Linked DNA regions of Sus scrofa: region 2 is linked to region 1. A link is a contact called in public Hi-C data. All regions are on one chromosome and are shown on one strand. Each heading gives the region's core, a stretch centred on a gene start, on an enhancer-like site or on the middle of the called end of the contact. The rest is flanking DNA. Distances are from core to core; before and after follow the strand shown.

Evidence for each region. A called contact is a pair of places that touch in the nucleus more often than the background predicts.
Region 2: a contact with region 1 is called in a Hi-C map of blood, with 5 times the contacts expected there. The contact joins the enhancer-like site here to the promoter of ADGRE3 in region 1. A contact is called at or near these places in 1 of 5 promoter capture datasets (liver), 18 of 47 Hi-C or Micro-C datasets (alveolar macrophages, blood, embryonic fibroblasts and 7 more) and 1 of 2 datasets of contacts at active chromatin or transcription factors (alveolar macrophages).

The regions. Positions count from the first base shown.
Region 1 is chr2:64,621,946-64,624,532 of Sscrofa11.1, forward strand. ADGRE3 (adhesion G protein-coupled receptor E3) reads left to right here and starts at 1,301. Exons shown (of 17, transcript XM_021083689.1): 1 at 1,301-1,438. The coding sequence starts at 1,414.
Region 2 is chr2:64,686,062-64,688,648 of Sscrofa11.1, forward strand. No RefSeq gene overlaps it. Among named protein-coding and RNA genes, the nearest start is that of CLEC17A, 19 kb to the right of the region's middle. Within about 2 kb of position 1,285, at least 4 of the 83 cell types and tissues checked have an H3K27ac peak or open chromatin away from gene starts, as enhancers often do. A contact at or near this core is called in alveolar macrophages, where this site is marked.

The DNA of each region.
Region 1 (2,587 bases), core at 51-2,550:
TTTTTTTTTTTTTTTTTTTTGTCTTTTCTAGGGCCACACCTGCAGCATATGGAAGTTTCCAGGCTAGGGGTCTAATCGGAGCTGTAGCCACCAGCCTTCACCAGAGCCACAGCAATGTGGGATCCGAGCCGTGTCTGCAACCTACACAACAGCTGATGGCAATGCTGGATCCTTAGCCCACCGAGAGAGGCCAGGAATCGAACCCACAACCTCATAGTTCCTAGTCGGATTCGTTAACCTCTGAGCCACAACGGTTTAACTCTCTTGTGAATATTTTCAGTCTTAATCCAGTTTGGTCTCTTTCCTTGATCCTCCATGACATCATATTCTACTTATTTTCTCCATCTGTCTGTCCACTCTTGCCCTGTATCCTCTATTAGCTGCTCCTCCACTTCTTGATTTTTAAGTTACTTACTCAGCACTCTATTCCCAGTCTACAATCTCTCCCTAAATGATTTAATCCATTGCCATGGCTATAATTACCGTCTATGGGCAGGGTCTGCGTGGGGGAACCCTCTCTTTTGTTGATTAAATATACAACTTACATTGAAATCACAACACCTCAAAGTCAATTTATCCAAACCTTAATTCTGTCTCTCTCCAAAAACCTGATTTTCCTCCAAAGTTCCCTTTCTCTGAAGTTCTATGTAGGAAAAAAAGTGTAAATTTTGTTCACTGATGTATCCCTAGAAGGTAGCATAGATCCTGCCACTGTGGCAGGATTTATTATTTATTATTACTATTATTTATTATGTTATTAATATTTAATAAATATTAAAAATTGGTTATTAATAATAAATATTTGTTGAAAGAAGGAATGATTTAGAGGCCTTTTCTCCTAAATCCTGAAATTGGTCTAGCTAGCCCCAAATAACCAAATAATACATCACCTTCTATGAGACTTTGAGACTCCAGTCAGATCTGGTCAGTGCCACATTCTGGGGGAAAGGAGATCCCAAGACTTGTAAAAAGTGACACTTCCAGAAACTTTTGATATCAGTAGAGATACTCTAAATCCTGGCTTACCCAGCTCAAAACCACAGGGTTATTTAAGGTTTATTTTGGCCCACAGTCACTTCCTGCTCTTCGGACAATTTTCTGTAGGTAAAGGACATTCTTTTCCTAGGATCCATTGCTTCTGTAAGCTCAAAGGCAAGCAACAATAACTAGGAAAACCTACTATAAAGGAAGCATATGAAAATAAGAAAAGTTACAGAAAACAAACAAATGAAAAGCAGAACCATGGTCTGATGGTGAAAGACAAAGAAGTTCACTTTTCTGATAGCAGTTTCCTAGGTCAGCTGACATATGTACCAATTCTCGTGAGATTCCCTTAAGATAGGAAACGTGGTTAGGAAGGAGCACATCAGGGAGCTTTGAGAACTGGCTGGTGAGGATTGCGTGCACCCAGGAATGCGAGGGTCATTGCTTCTTCCAGGTATGTGTAACCTTGACAATGACTGTGCCTTAACCTACCCCATATCAGAAACTACTTGGTTCAACAATTATTCTCTTTTCCTTATCTTCTTATTTATGCTCTGATTTGAACACACACTTTTTCCCCTTGCATGACTGTTTACTCCCTCGCCACCATATTCAAACTACACTCTTAGATATCCCTAAAATTTTCCTTATGAATTTTCCAGTTCAATGAGTTGTTCATCTTGCTCTTCACAGGTTTTGTTTTCTAATCAATATCCTCTCCTGCTTGATAACCTCTGAGACCTAGTACTGCCCTGACGACTTTCTCTCTGCCTTTCTTGCTATTCTTTCTTCCCCTCCTTTTTCCCTTTCCTGAGTGTTAATAACCAACATTTTGGAGCACTCACTATGAACTTTGTGTATTAGCCCATGTAATCCTCATAAAAGGCTCATGATGTGGATATTAATATTATTCCCACCCTACAGATAAGAAAACTGGGGCACAGAGTGGTAATGTTCCTTGTCCAAGGTCACCTAGCTTTTAAAAGGCAGAGCCAGAATTTGAACCCAAGCTCCCTGGCTCCAGATCTTTGTTAATATGTCTTTGTTTTTACTTCTCTTTTCTACTTCTCCCTTGAGGAATCTCAAGCTCCCACGGCTTCAACCACCACCTCTGTGCAGATGGTCCTCCAGCTTTGAAATCTTTTCCATGCTCTAGCTCCAGATCAAATAACAATATTAGACATTGCAGTATCAACAATAGTTAACACATATTGAGCACCTACTTTAGCATGGTATCAGGGTAAGACTGCTTCTACATTCATTATTGTACACTGCAGATGCAAAATGGCATCACAGAGAGGTTGCTCAAAATCTCAGAATTATTTAGTTGCAGAGGCAGGTAATAAAGTCTATCAAAATAATATAAATTACTTGAAGGCAATGCCAGGTCCCCTCACCTTTGCAGCTCCTTCCACATCTTACGTTTGAGAGGTATCCAATATATATCTGTGGAATTAAATTTAAGTGAGAGAATGTGTAACTTTTTTGTAGATCAATTGTACTTCAGTAAAGCTAAAAAATTCTGTTTTATTTTTATGTTTATTTTTATAATGATTTTTATTTTTTTCATTATAGCTAGTTTACGGCATTCTCTCAATTTTCT
Region 2 (2,587 bases), core at 35-2,534, 64 kb after region 1:
CAGTGGCAGCTGCTAATGATCAGAAATCACTGAAAATGTGAGGATCAAGGAGAGAAGCAGGGCACGATCACAGCTGATACACACAATATTCCATCCTTGACCCAAGAGACGTTCTAAGAATTTGGCAAAGTTCATGAACCATCTAAATGTTTACGGTTTGCATAAGCATTTCTTCTTCCCCATCTCTAATAATAATAACTCCTGCTTTCTTATTATTTAAGCTGAAACCTTGGAATGATTCTTTAGTCTCCTCTTTCTCTCACACCCAACATTCCATTCATCAGCAAATCCCATTAGGTATATCTTCAAAATAGATTCAGGATTCTGCCTGCCTTCACAATTAGCTCCCTGGTCCCCAGCATCACTCACCTGCATTACTGTGATAGCCAGGAGAGCCACACAGATTATTATCGACAGATCCAGAACCCAGCTCCTGGTTTCCTATCTCAGCCCAGGTTGTCTGCTCTACCACATCATGTTGTTCCTTTCATATAACTGCCAGCCAAGGCAAGAGTTACAAGGTTGGAATTTCCAGGTATAATTCAGGTTTATAGACAGTCTATTTTTTTTTGTCTTTTTGTCTCTTTAGGGGTCACACCCGTGGCCGATGGAGGTTCCCAGGCTAGGGGTCCAATCAGAGCTGTAGCTGCCAGCCAAGCCACAGCCACAGCAACGTGGGATCTGAGCAGAGTCTGCGACCTACACTACAGCTCACGGCAACACTGGATCCTTAACCCATTGAGCAAGGCCAGGGACTGAACCCACGTCCTCATGGATACTAGTTGGGTTCATTAACCGCTGAGCCACAACGGGAACTCCTAGAGACTGTCTTTTGAAAGGCAGCAGGTGCTACAGAGAGAAATCAACCATTGGAGGCACAGAGTCAGTCCAAATACATCTCTACCACTTATCCACTAAATGACAATGAAGAAGCTATGAAACCCCTCTGGGCCTCAGTTTTGCCAGCTATAAAATGAGGTTAGTCATTGTTTCAACCTCACAGAATCATTGTGAAGATTAAATGAGAGCTAATGCATCTATCTAGTGCATGATGTATGCTTGATAAACCATGGCTTTTTTTTTAAACCACCAAGAATGCCCAACTTTTGGTTCCTGAACCCAAACCAGTAAAGAGGACCTCTTTCATGTTTTCCTCTCTACCTGAAATCAGACAAGTGTGAGAGGTGTGGAAAGGAGGTAGGTTTGGACCAGCTCCACTGTAGACCACCCCCTCACCCCGGCTCAGAATGACTCAGAATTGTAACCACAGCCCCCTGCTTCCCCATTTCTCAACATGCATACTGAGGGAAACTGAAATTTCCTCTTCTGAGATGGGGGAACTTCCCCTGACCCTAGATAAACAGTTTCTTGGGCCAATGGTCCCCTGAGTGGAGGGCTTAGAACAGGATTCCCTGCGCCACTCTGCAGTCTATGTAATGTATGGAAGATTAGTTTTGATACTGATGAGTTCAGGGCAGGTGTGGAAATGGGAAGAGACAAGTACAGAGGGGACAAGAAGTGGAGTGAATTTCAATCCCCCTCTCCCACTGCATCCCTTGCTCAGAGGCTCCTTGCATTAATCACCTGTTCTCAGTCCAAATAGGAATAATCAAGGGCCCTTGGGTTTGGGAGGGGTGTTTTGTTTTTTTTGTTTTGTTTTGTTTTTTGGTCCTTTTTTTTTTTTTTGCCGTTTCTAGGGCTGCTCCCACGGCATATGGAGATTCCCAGTTTAGGGGTCTAATTGGAGCTGCAGCCACTGACCTACACCAGAGCCACAGCAACACGGGATCCAAGCCGCATCTGCAACCTACACCACAGCTCACAGCAACACCGGATCCTTAACCCACTGAGCAAGGCCAGGGATCGAACTCGCAACCTCATGGTTCCTAGTCGGATTCGTTAACCACTGAGCCATAACAGGAACTCCTGTTTTTGCTTTTTGAGGGCCACACCTGCGACATATGGAGGTGCCCAGGCTAGGGGTCAAATCAGAGATGTAGCTGCCAGCCTACACCACAACTATAGCAACAGGATCCAAGCCATGTCTGCAACCTACACCACAGCTCATGGCAACACCAGATCCTTAACCCACTGAGCAAGGCCAGGGATTGAACCTGTGTACTCATGTGTGCTAGTCAAATTCATTAACCACTGAGCCATGACAGGAATTCCAGGGAGGGGTGTTTTTTGGCTGCACCTACAGCATGCAGAAGTTACCGAGGATCAAACCTATATCACAGCAGCAACCCAAAGCTGAAGCAGTGACAACAGTGGATCCATATCCACTAAGCCGCCAGGGAACCCCATCAAAGGCATTAGTTGACCAATGAACTCACTGGTTGTACCCATCCCTGGATTGCTATGTTGAGTTCTTCTCAGCTAGGGGTAGCACCAGCCCTCTGGGGGGGTATTTCTGATTGGCACAATGACTTGAGAGGATCACCTCTGGCATTTAGTGGGTGTTACAGGCTGACTTGTGCCCCCCCAACCACATGTTGAAGACCTAACTTCTAGCACCTCAAATGTGAAAATTTTGGAGATAAAGTCTTCAAAGAGGTAATTAAATGAAGTCATTGGGGTGCCCTCT